Linked DNA regions of Nomascus leucogenys: region 1 is linked to region 2. The links are chromatin contacts, called in public Hi-C maps. All regions are on one chromosome and are shown on one strand. Each heading gives the region's core, a stretch centred on a gene start, on an enhancer-like site or on the middle of the called end of the contact. The rest is flanking DNA. Distances are from core to core; before and after follow the strand shown.

Region 1 (6,235 bases), core at 2,064-4,563, 51 kb after region 2:
TTATAATGAATTTAGTATTTTGTCTACTATAGCACTTGTAAAATTTCTCATAGTTCATCATCTGTTTTCTGAATTTTATTTTTTTTTTGCTATACAGGATTTAAAATTTTTTATAATCTGCAAGTGTGACTATCTTTTCCTTTAAGGTTCCTTGGTTTTGCTATTGTCTAATTCCTGCTACAAGATTATATATATAATATATATTATATGTACATAATATATGTTATAACTATTATACATTATATTATATATTATAATTATATATAGTATATATATAATCTTCATACCCATATTTTCTTCCAAACTTTTGCAGCTGCATTTTTTTTTTTTTTTTGAGATGGAGTTTTGCTCTTGTCACCCAGGCTGGAGTACAATGGCACCATCTCAGCTCACTGCAACCTCCGCCTCCCGGGTTCAAGCGATTCTCCTGCCTCAGCCGCCCGAGTAGCTGGGATTACAGGCATGTGCCACCACGCCCGGCTAATTTTGTATTTTTAGTAGAGATGGGTTTCTCCATGTTGGTCAGGCTGGTCTCAAACTCCCGACCTCAGGTAATCCACCTGCCTTGGCCTCCCAAAGTGCTGAGATTACAGGCATGAGCCAAAATGCCCAGCCTGCAGCTGCATTTTTAATGCCTAGGGCTTTGACTAGCTGGAAGTTATTCTGGTAGGAAGAATAAACATGAGGCAGCCCCCACTTTATTCCAGATAGCTTACCAATGGCCTATTCCAAATAGCTTTTGCCAATAGCTCACCAGGGCTGGCCTCATAAGCTCACAGTGGAGATTTTTGAAAGATTAAGGAAACGATAAACATAATTTTTAACCCTTTTTCGCTGCCCTCCCAAGTTTCTTGGAGTGCTCCCTGGGGTGTGTGAACCTCACTTTCTTGTCTAGAGGCACTGCTGTGTGGCCTATGAAAGCAGTGCCCTGATGTGTTCCTCCTTTCCCATTCCTCACGTGTGAAACCAGACTGCTTTCTAGGGACCACTTTCTAGTCTGTTGAAAATTTTAGATTCTGACCGCAAAACTGCACACACAGATATAGCTAGTAGACTCTGATCTCAGGGGCCTCAAGGACCCCAGGGCTAGGGATCTCTCTGCCATTTGAGGAGTTCAAGGAAGGCCACAGGGCAGGGGAGGGGAAGGAAGAGCCAGGCTGGCTGGCAGGCTGGGGCAGATGTGGCTGGGTGCGTGTGTGTGTTTAAGAGTTTAGACACACAAGGATCTGCGTGTACGGTGGTACGTGCACGTGTCAGCTGCAGCTCCGCAGACCAGGGGGAACTGCAGAATCCTGGGTGTTTCCCAGCCCTGGCCCAGGATCAGTGCCGGGAAGGGATAGTGAATGCAAGCTCATATGGCCACCCTGCAGATTTTCAGGCACATCCTGCAGCGGGAGTTTTCGGGACTGAGTCACCTTTCCCGAAAGTTCACCGAGTGGTGCTATGGACCTGTCCGGGTGTCGCTGTATGACCTGGCTTCTGTGGACAGCTGTGAGGAGAACTCGGTGCTGGAGATCATCGCCTTTCATTGCAAGAGCCCGGTGAGCCCACAGGAGCATGGGTGCATGCAGAAGACCCAGCAGAGTTCCCAGCAAGGTCCACAAATTGGGGCTGCCTGCTGGACCATATCTGCCCCATTCCTGTGCCAGTGGGGGTGTGGCTGCATGTCCCAGCAGGCACGACCCTGACCATGGCCACCGGGCCCATACTCAATCCATACTCTAGTCCCATCCAAGACGGGGATCATGCCAAGGGCCTCGTGGCAACCATCCAGGTCCTCTCTGTTAACCAGCATCTCATTTGGAGGGCAAGCCCCTTGGTCACACTGTAGCTGGGAGGGTTGGGGTGAGGTCCTTTGGGTATCCTGGGGTGTGGAAGCCTGCTCCCTGTCCTCTCTCCTCATTTCCTGGGCCCTTGCTTTGATCCGGACATGGAGTGGGCAGCCTGTTTGCACTTGTTGAGTGTACCCATGGCTCTCCCCTCCCCACCCCAGCACCGACACCGAATGGTCGTTTTGGAGCCCCTGAACAAATTGCTGCAGGCGAAATGGGATCTGCTCATCCCCAGGTTCTTCTTAAACTTCCTGTGTAATCTGATCTACATGTTCATCTTCACCGCTGTTGCCTACAATCAGCCTACCCCGAAGAAGGCAAGGGCGGGAGGTTTGGGGGGCACATCTTGGGGGAGGCCTGCTTGAAACAACCCTGGGGGAAGATGGGGCAGTAATAGTGCTGAGGCATGGGCTGCTGGAGTGACATGCCCAAGCTTATGGGAGCCAGCACCGTAATACTAATGGTGAGACAGTGAAGATTTGCTGAGTGCTCACTGTATGTGTAAAAGGATTCTAGGTGATGGACATGTGTTGACTAATTAATGTCCCCCAAAACCCTTGAGATGGTGAATTATAATCACCCCCAGTTCATAGTAGAGGGAAGGGAGGCACAGAGAGGTTAAGTAACTTGTCCAGGGTCACACAAGCTGGAAGTGGTGTGGACAGGGAATCTGAATCCAGGCAGTCTGGCTTCAGACCCTACACTGAAATGCTACACAATGTGCCTCTCAGGATCCAGGGGTCCTTCCCTGGAGCCCATGTAACCCTGCCATTCTGAGGAGCCTCTCCACAGCTCAGGCTCAGAGTAGGCCCTCAGCTTCAGCTCTCAAGGGTGAGCTGTTCGAGAGAGGACCCAAGGCCCTAGGTCTCATCTGAGTGTGTCTTCAGCAGGCTGCCCCTCACCTGAAAGCGGAGGTTGGAAACTCCATGCTGCTGGCGGGCCACATCTTTATCCTGCTAGGGGGGATCTACCTCCTCGTGAGCCAGGTGAGTGCCCCTCCCCTTCTCCTACCAAGAAGCAAACCTAGAATTCTGCTTCAGGGGGCTTAGAGAAAGTTAGCTGCATCCCCTCACTGACAATACCCAGTCCCACCCAGAGCAACCAGCCTCACCGAAGCTGAGGGCCAGAGGTTCTGGCCTTGCCTTCTGAGTCCCCTGGAACCCCTCTGCTGTGCTTTTGGGGTTCCTTGGGGTAGCAGATAGCTTCTCTGATTCCTTGGCAGTACAGGCTCTGCTCCCTCAGGAATGGAGCTGGAAGCCCCTGCCCCCAGCCAGGCCCCTTGGCTGGGAAGTTCCCCTCTTGGGGAGCACAGAGACCAGAGGTAGGTGGGGTTCAGGCTATTTATCCCAGTAGGGCCTCTTCAGTGGGAAATGCTGTAAGCCTGCAGGACACAGGCTGGACACCAAGACATTGGGACCTCCGCAGAGTGGGCAGAACTTGGGCACCAAACCCAGGTTGGTTGGGGTATGGGTGCTCCCTGTGAGGCCAGGGAGAAGGGAAGGGAGAGGCACTCTTCCCCTTCCTGCATGCAGTGCACAGGCTCTTCATCTGCACCCCCCGGCCTTGCCTAGGTGGCTGCTTTTCTGGAAAGAAAGTCCCAAGCGATCTCAGCTATCAGAAGTATTCATGAGTCCCCCACAACCAAAGCTGCTGACTTAGCCCTAGCCCGGGTGGCAGGCTCCCGCTCAGCCAGGCCAGCAGGGGGCATGCGGGAGAGCAGGTTTCACAGCCCTCTGTCCTCCCTTCCTCCGCAGCTGTGGTACTTCTGGCGGCGCCACCTGTTCATCTGGATCTCGTTCATAGACAGCTACTTTGAAATCCTCTTGTACGTGGGTTCTCACTCCTCCTTCCCTCAACTGTCTCTGAGGTCTGGAAGGGCAGAAGGTTGTGGCAGAAGGCACCAGGTTGGCTTTAGAGGCGAAGACATGGGGCCCAGGAAGTCGGGACCTGGGTACAGGCCAGTCCCAGGAGTCTGGGCTGCCGTCCAGCCTGGGGCCCCTTGTGCTCCCATCACTGTAGATAGTGACATTTACTAGGCCTCGGCACACACCTGTTTCACTTAGTCCTTGAAAACACTCTATGAGTCAGGCATCATTATTATTATGCCCATTTTACAGTGGGAGGGAACTGAGGCCCACAGAGGTTAAATGTCTTGCCTAAGACGGAGGTCAGGACCTTGGTCAGCATAGGGCAGTGGGGGCTCAGGGAGCCAAGTGGCCAGCAAGCCCACCTGGATCCTGCTCCCACACAGCCTGTTCCAGGCCCTGCTCACGGTGGTGTCCCAGGTGCTGTTTTTCCTGGCCATCGAGTGGTACCTGCCCCTGCTTGTGTCTGCGCTGGTGCTGGGCTGGCTGAACCTGCTTTACTATACACGTGGCTTCCAGCACACAGGCATCTACAGTGTCATGATCCAGAAGGTGAGAGAAGGGGGTGGCCCACCGGGACTCTTTTGGCCTCATCAGGCAAGAAGAGCCTTCCTCCACAGCTATCCTAGGCAGAGGAGGGCATGTGTACATCTGCCTGTGCGCCAGCACCCAGATACTTGCTGGATGGAAGCTTAAGTACAGGCGTGCACATACCTCTCTCAGGGCTCTGCATGCACATGCAAACAAACGCACATATGTGTGTTTGCAGGTGTCCACACGGGAGCATGTGCATCCTTCCACAAGCAATGAACAAAGAATATGTGCATAAGCTCATCTGCATGTCTGTGTCCTGGGATGTGTGAGTGCGGGCATGTAACTGCGTTCATTTATGTATTCAGCGCATGTTTAGGGAGTGCCTACCGTGGGCCGGGCCCCGTTCTAGGTGTTGGGAATATAGCAGAGAACAAAACAAGTCCTTGCTCCCCTGAAGCTGATGTTCTGGTGGGAGGAAATGAAAACCTTAAGAAAACAACTGAGAACATTCCACACTGCTAAATTCTATGAAGGAAAAAAAAGCACAGGACAATCTGATGGAGAATGGCTGGGACCAAGCACCCTTTAGATGGGATGGTCTGGGAAGCCTCTCTGAAGAGGGGATGTTTAAGTTGAGACCTGAAAGAATGATTCAGCCACAGCAGGGTGAAGAGGAGATATTCTCAGCAGAGGGCACAGCAGTGGCTGCCGTGAGCCAGAAGAAGCTTGGGGTGCTTGGGACAGGGTGAGGAGGCTGGGTGGCTGGGGAGATGGCAGGAGGCTGGAGGTGAGGAGGTTGAGAGGAAGGGAAGGGCCAGGGGCCCCTTCCACGGGGAGGGATTTGGAGGTCTCCAGAGGCTTTTTTTTTTAAATTGTAGTAAAATACACCTAACATAGAACTTAACTTTTTTTTTTTTCTTTGAGACGGAGTCTCACTCTTGTTGCCTAGGCTAGAGTGCGATGGCACCATCTCGGCTCACTGCAAACCCCTACTCCTGGGTTCAAGCGATTCTCCTGCCTCAGCCTCCCGTATAGCTGGGGTTGCAGGCACCCACCACCATGCCCAGCTAATTTTTGTATTTTTAGTAGAGACAGGTTTTCACCACGTTGGCCAGGCTGGTCTCGACTCCTGACCTCAGGTGATCCGCCTGCCTTGGCCTCCCAAAGTGCTGGGATTACAGGCGTGAGCCACTGCACCTGGCCCATTTTAACCTTTTTTTTTTTTTAAGTATACAGCTAAGTGTCATTAAGTACATTCACACTGTTGTATAACCATCACTACCATCCAACTCCAGAACTTCCTTGTCATCCCAAACTGAAACTCAACACCCATTAAACAACTCCCCATTCTCTCCTTCCCCCAGTCCCTGGAAGCCACCATTCTAATTTCTGTTTCTATGAATTTGACGACCATGGCTATGTCGTATAAGTGGAATCATACAGTATTTGTCCTTTAATGTCTGGCTCATTTTACTCAGTATAATGTCCTCAAGGATCAGCCATGTTGTAGCATGTGTCAGAAATGCCTTCCTTTTTTTTTTTTTTTTTTTTGAGATGGAGTCTTGCTCTGTTGCCCAGGCTGGAGTGCAATGGTGCAATCTTGGCTCACTGCAACCTCCGCCACCCAGGTTCAAGCGATTCTCCTGCCTCAGCCTCCCGAGTAACTGGGACTACAGGCATGTGTCACCACATCCGGCAAATTTTTTGTATTTTTAGTAGAGACGGAGTTTTGCCACGTTGGCCAGGATGGTCTTGAACTCCTGACCTCAGGTGACCCACCCACCTTGGCTTCCCAAAGTGCTGGGATTACAGGCTGAGCCACCGCGCCCAGCCAATTCCTTCCTTTTTAAGGCTGAATAATATCCCATTGTGTAGATACACCACATTTTGTGCGTCCATTCATCTGTTGATCCAGTCACCTGTTGCTTCCACCTTTTGACCACTGTGAATAATGCTGCTATGAACAGGGGTGTAAAAGTATCTGTTAGAGTCCCTGCTTTCAAT
Region 2 (6,768 bases), core at 1,628-4,127:
AAACATTGAACCAGGAGCCTGTATGACTAATTTATAGTTCTGGCAACTGCTAGAACTTCCCAGTGAAGTCATTATACCAGTCATGTGATCTGCCTTCTAGCTCAATCTGTGATCAACATGTATGATTCAGGAGGAGCTGCTGGTTGGTGAAAAATTCAGAATCACTGTTAGGCTAACAAAAAGGAAAATCTATACTTTGTATAATCAAATAAACGTTTTATAAACTACCTCTCAAGTCATTCAAAATCACTTCCAAAATTATCTTAAAGTGTTTATTTCTATCTCCTGCTTATTCACATCAGTAGACAGCAGATCCCGGTTTTAGTTAATTTAACTGAAAGCCGTCTAGGTGTTAACTCATATACCAGCTCATTTGTCGACATAGTTTCTTAACGTTATGCTCAGGTATGTTGAAATTTAGTAATTAGCGACCTTTCTAAGAGATGCTTACTTAATTGTATTAATACGCACATTTCTAGACTACTTCTTACATTATGAAGGTTGGTATCACGTGAAAAACAGCCAATTTCATGTTTACTTCCACCCCACCCCCGTGACTCTGCCAGGCACCAGGATCCAAACACATCTGCCTTACTCACCTTCCTTGGGTTATCTCCTTGCAGGACGAGTGGCCACACCCAGGGTGTAGGGAAACCCATCGCTTGGTCCTAGCTAGTTAACCCCATCCTTGCACAACAAGCACGTCAATGGGAACAGTATCAGCTACTTTCTTGTAGGTGAATTCCCGTTTTTGAAGCGGGGTTTCGGCTCCCTAAACTGCACTTTTTTTTCCTACCAGTTTGGAGAAACAGCTGGGAAGGACTGGATTTGCAGGTATTGCTGGAGCCAGAGCAAAGTCCAGCCACTGTCACCATGGGCTCCAGCTTTGCCTCTCTGGGCCTGGTGGTGACGGGCTTCAGCAACAGGTGCCCGGTCTCCGCAGAGGGTCCCACTCTGAACTCCAGATTTACAGACTGTTCTCGGGCCATGATGAGGATTAATACAATGCAACTAACAGCACTCTGACTACAGAAGCATGATTTAAAGCTCCACAACCCTGCAATAACCACGAACAAAAACAAAAAGCGGCTAGTCCGCCAGGCACAGTGGTTCACGCCTGTAATCCTAGCACTTTGGGAGCCCAAGGCAGGAGGATCTCTTGAGCCCAAGAGTTCAGTAACAGCCTGGGTAACATAGCAAGACTCTGATCTACCAAAAAAAAAAAAAAAAAAAAAAATTGAGACCAGGCACAGTGGCTCACATCTGTAATCCCAGCACTTTGGGAGGCCGAGGCAGGCAGATCACCTGAGGTCAAGAGTTCGAGACCAGCCTGACCAACATGGTGAAACCCCATCTGTACTAAAAAATACAAAAATTAGCCAGGCACGGTGACACGCACCTGTAATCCCAGCTACTCAGGAGGCTGAGGCAGGAGAATCGCTGGAACCAGGTAGGCGGAGGTTGCAGTGAGCGGCATCACGCCACTGGCCTTCAGCCTGGGTGACAGAGCAAGACTCCGTCTCAAAAAATAAATACAAAATTAAAAAGCCAGGCGTGGTCCACGCCTGTGGTCCCAGCTACTTGGGAGGCTGAGGTGGGAGGATAACTTGAGCCCTGGAGGTCGAGGCTGCAGTGAGTGGTGATTGCACCACTGCACACCAGCCTGGGGCACACAGCCAGACTTTGTCTCAAAAAAGCAAAATCAACTGGCCAGTGTATCAGGCGCTCGCGTTTTTTGTCTGTTTGTTGAGACAGAGTCTCGCTCTGTCGCCAGGCTGGAATACAGTGGCGCAATCTTGGCTTATTGCAATCTCTGCCTCCTGGGTTCAAGCAATTATCTGCCTCAGCCTCCCAAGTAGCTGGGATTACAGGCGTCCGCCACCACGCCCGGCTAATTTTTTTTGCATTTTTAGTAGAGACAGGGTTTCAACATCTTGGCCAGGCTGGTCTTGAACTCCTGACCTCGTGATCCACCCTTCTCGGCCTCCCAAAGTGCTGAGATTACAGGCGTCAGCCCATGAGCCCAAGCAGGGGAGCGCGTTTTTAAAACATGGGAGAGGGAATTATGCTTCACAATCACCACCAGGTGTCGCGACATCAGAGGCCACGCCGTCCCGCTTCTGAGGCGCGGCAGCCCACTTTGGGAGGCCGAGGCGGGCGGATTACCTGAGGTCAGGAGTTCGAGACCAGCCTGACCAACATGGTGAAACCCCGTCTCTACTAAAAATACAAAAAATTAGCCGGACGTGGTGGCGCATGCCTGTAATCCCAGCTACTTGGGAAACTGAGGCAGGAGAATCGCTTGACCCCGGGAGGCGGAGATTGCGATGAGCGGAGATCGCGCTATTGCACCCCAGCCTGGGAAACAAGAGCGAAACTCCGTCTCAGGAAAAAAAAAAAAAAGAAAAAAAAAGGAAAAAAAATAAAAACCCCTCCTTCTCCCGCCGGAAATACCCTCTTTCAAGACGGCGCGCCTGTGCGGCGCACGCGCACTCAGTTACTTAGCAACGTCGGCGCTAAACCACCGCAGGTGGAGCCCAGCAACAACAGAGCCACCGCGTCCCCCACCAATCAACGCCGACCTCGCCTTCGCAGGCCTAACCAATCAGTGCCGGCGCTGCAAGGAAGTTTCCAGAGCTTTCGAGGAAGGTTTCTTTAACTCGAATTCATCCGCCCGATAATTTTCTTTTATTTTCCTAACGAAGGAAGAGAAGCTCATAGAGGAGAAGGGAAATAATTTTTTAGGATCCTTTCTTATGGCTAGGAAGAATTTGGGGCTCAGTTGAAAAGCCTAAACTGCGTCTCGGGAGGTTGGGCTCGGTGAACTACTTTCAGCGGCGCATGGAGACGGCGCCTACGTAAGGAGTGATAAGTGACGCAACGCTCGTTACATAAATTTGCGCTCCGCCAGACCACAGCAGTCAGTGGCGGCTGGGCTTTGTTCGGTGTGTATCGTTGTGTTTGGACGTGGTTGTTGATTCGCAGGCTCTTCGTATCCGCTAACAGGTACTGGCCCGCAGCCGTAGCGACCTGGGGGGTAGTGAGAGGGGGGAATGGGTGAGGTCAAGCTGGAGGCTTCTAGGGGTTGGGTGGGCCGCTGAGGGGATGGCGTGGGGGAGGGGAGGGCGAGGTGACGCGGCGCTGGGCCTTTCCGGGAGAGTGGGCCTTGTTGACCTGAGGGGGGCGAGGGCGGTTAGCGCGCGCGCGCGTTGGCAGAAACTAACGGACGCTTAACTGACAGCGATTCTGTCGAGTTTACTTCGGGGGGAAGGCGGAAAAGAGGTAGTTTGTGTGGCTTCTGGAAACCTTTACTTTGGAATCGCGGTGAGAAAGGTGCCCCTTGTGTTTCAATGGGATTTTTACTTGGTGAGTCTTGTGGGTTCGGTTTTTTCGGTTTGCCTAACGCCGTGCTTAGGTTTGACGCAGATTGGAGTTCGGTCGGGGGAGTTTGAATATCCGGAAGTTAGTGGAGAAAGCTGTGGAAGCTTGGTTAGCGCTCTGGATTCTCCGCTGTTGACGTTGAAACCTTGAATGACGAATTTCGTGTTAAGTGACTTAGCCTCGTAAAAATGAGGGGAGGTTTGCGGAATATTAACGTGTTTAAGGCATTTTGAAGGAATAGTTGCTAATTTTGAAAGATATTAGATGTAAAACAAGAAATATAATCCTGAGATGACACGCCTATGTCTTACTTTTAAACTAGGTGAAAATGCAGATCTTCGTGAAAACTCTTACTGGCAAGACCATCACCCTTGAGGTGGAGCCCAGTGACACCATCGAAAATGTGAAGGCTAAGATCCAGGATAAGGAAGGCATTCCCCCCGACCAGCAGAGGCTCATCTTTGCAGGCAAGCAGCTGGAAGATGGCCGCACTCTTTCTGACTACAACATCCAGAAAGAGTCGACCCTGCACCTGGTCCTGCGCCTGAGGGGTGGCTGTTAATTCTTCAGTCTTGGCATTCGCAGTGCCCAGTGATGGCATTACTCTGCACTATAGCCATTTGCCCCAACTTAAGTTTAGAAATTACAAGTTTCAGTAATAGCTGAACCTGTTCAAAATGTTAATAAAGGTTTCGTTGCATGGTAGCATACTTGGTGTTTTGTCATGAAATTCTCTAGTGATGTGTGGGTACACTTAAAACTGGTGACAATGTCTAGGGATTTAATTTTGAGATTGGTAATGTGCCTAAAGTTAAGTCACTTGACTCTGGTATACACTTCGGTGGGCTGAGGGGTAAGAGCCTTTTTTGCTGTAAGTCATTACAAGTTAGGATCCTGGGTTAATGGCAAACTTCCTGAAGCTCGAATTTAAAGTCTGTTGGGAGGCCGAGGCAGGCGGATCACGAGGTCAAGATATCGAGACTATCCTGGCCAACATGGTGAAACCTGGTCTCTACTAAAAAAATTAGCTAGGCGTGGTGTCACCTGCCTGTAGTCCTAGCTACTCGGGAGGCTGAGGCAGGAGAATCACTTGAACCTGGGAGGCAGAGGTTGCAGTGAGCCGAGATCGTGCCACTGCACTCCAGCCTGGCGACAGAGCAAGACTCCATCTCAAAAAGTTGGATATGCAGGCTTTTTTAAAGATGGTCTTGCTCTGTAGTCCAGACTGGTATACAGTGGCACAATGATAGCTCGCTATCATTCCTGGGCTCAAGTGATTGCAGGCATTTTCTTTACATTGAAGGAAAGCAAATGTGCCTGTTTAGACCTAATCTAAGATTGCTGGAGAAATAAAGTTTTGATCGAGGCTGCTTGAATAGTGATAACTGCTTTCAGTTCTGCAATTAATTGGGTGACTATCAGCTGTGTGTTTATTGCTTTGTAGTGTATTAAACCAAAGTGTTTAACCTGGATGGTAGTGTGGAACCTTAATCTTGTCTCTCTGCTGTATATGCTTTAACTGATGAGCCAAGAAGCAGCTAATCACTGAGTATGGAAGATGACTGGCTGAGGAGAAAGATGGCTTGCAGGTACTTAATGTTGAAAACGGCATTCTGATTTAAGAGAATCTTCCTGATCTTGATGAGTTAGGTGGCAAATTAAAGTGGTTCCTCATACTTTTTTTTTTTTTTGGACAGTCTCACTCTGTTGCCCCAGGCTGGAGTGCAGTGGTGCGATCTCGGCTCACTGCAACTTCCACCTCCCAGGTTCAAGCAGTTCTGCCTCAGTCCCCCACGTAGCTGGGACTACAGGGGCACACCAGCTAATTTTTGTATTTTCAGTAGAGATGGGGTTTTACCATGTTGACCAAGCTCGTCTCAAACTCCTGGCCTCAAGTGATCCGCCCACCTTGACCTCCCAAAGTGCTGGGATTACAGGCATGAGCCATCATGCCCGGCCACGCTGTTGGTTCTTAATGACAGCTTAACTTTATTGTGAAAAGATTGCAGCAACAAGTGAGATTTTACCTGTATTTGGTAAAAATACTTATCCTTAAGTCTGGCAACATAAGCAGTTTTTAGGCTTCTATGCCAATGGACACTAGGCAGTAATTTGCGGTGCTAATAGAAAATATTGGAGTAAGGGTGTACTAAGGAAGTTCTCAATCTTTCCCCTTCACTGTCTTCTATGATGTAACTTCAATAAATGTGATTCTCATCTTGGCACAAAATTGGGAGTGGTGTGGGGAGCCCTGTTTTTCCCAGGTTTATAGTAGAGAAATAACGTTTTCTGGTACTAAAACTGGCGTGGTAAGTGCATACTTAAGAGTAAGGACTTTAAATCACTGGCCAGTTAATCTCTAGTTAGTGGTTTGGCATGCAAGAAGTACCCATGGGTATATTACACAAATGCAGGAATACCATATCTAGAAATACACCTTTGATATTCATAGTGTACCTGAGAATGGTTTCACGCATAATTTTAGGTAATCTGCCTTGGTCACTCTGGTTTTACCGATCTTTGCCCACAGTTCCTGGTTCATAACTTCTATAGCCCTTGTTATAGTCATGTTGGGTGTCTGTTAGGCCACAGGAAACTCACTTAACTTATGCCCTTTTACCTTCCCTAAGACAGGACTCTTGATCTTCCCCTACCTTTTTGTGAGTCCTAAGACCCTCATTTCAGAGAGGGTTCTGTCCTATACCCTGGGGAAAGGAATGCTGTCATCTTGAAGCCTCCCTAGAAAACCAAGAGGACTGAGTTTGGATATGTGAACACATGGAGGTTCCTGGAGGGTGGCACACCCAGGCAAGGCATTAAAGCTTTGCACCCCTTCCCCCATACCTTGTCCTATGCATCTCTTCATCTGAGTCCTTTGTAATATTTTTATAATAAACCAGCAAATGTGGTCAGGCGTGGTGGCTCATGCCTATAATCCCAGCACTTTGGGAGGTGGAGGTGGGAGGATCGCTTGAGGCCAGACTGGGCAATGGGCTCTTTACAAAAAAAAAAAAAAAGTTTAAATGGGCTTGGTGGCATATACCTGTAGTCCTAGCTACTTGGGAAGCTGAGGTGGAAGGATTGCTTTGAGTCCAGGAGTTCCAGGCCAGCCTAACACAGCAAGATCTTGTCACTGAAAACCTAGCTCTTCAAACCTGGAAAATTAAAACATTTCACTGAATACCTAAAAACTATTATCTGGGGCAATAGGGCTTAAAATATTGTGCTGTCATTTCTCCCAAAGCGTCACTGTCTGACATGATGGGCTCATAGGTCTGTAGTCTGGTGAATCCTTCAGAAGAAGATTCAGCTATTGCTCTTTAGTTCTCTTGGAATCTCTTATTTTCCATAGAGATCCCCCTCGACGTAATTCATGGATCTCAGCAA

What was found. Hi-C and Micro-C count contacts between places; a contact is called where the count stands out from the background.
Region 1: a contact with region 2 is called in a Hi-C map of a lymphoblastoid cell line, with 1.7 times the contacts expected there. The contact joins the enhancer-like site here to the promoter of UBB in region 2. A contact is called at or near these places in 2 of 4 Hi-C or Micro-C datasets (a lymphoblastoid cell line and an unstated tissue).

Annotation. Positions count from the first base shown.
Region 1 is chr19:62,037,703-62,043,937 of Asia_NLE_v1, forward strand. It overlaps TRPV2 (transient receptor potential cation channel subfamily V member 2), which reads left to right. Exons shown (of 15, transcript XM_003262611.4): 6 at 1,371-1,541; 7 at 1,994-2,149; 8 at 2,720-2,818; 9 at 3,587-3,657; 10 at 4,084-4,249. Among named protein-coding and RNA genes, the nearest start is that of TRPV2, 13 kb to the left of the region's middle. Within about 2 kb of position 3,314, the one cell type or tissue checked has an H3K27ac peak away from gene starts, as active enhancers do. A contact at or near this core is called in a lymphoblastoid cell line, where this site is marked.
Region 2 is chr19:61,987,625-61,994,392 of Asia_NLE_v1, forward strand. UBB (polyubiquitin-B) reads left to right here and starts at 2,878. Exons shown (of 2, transcript XM_004092785.3): 1 at 2,878-3,006; 2 at 3,704-4,091. The coding sequence starts at 3,710. The coding sequence ends at 3,943.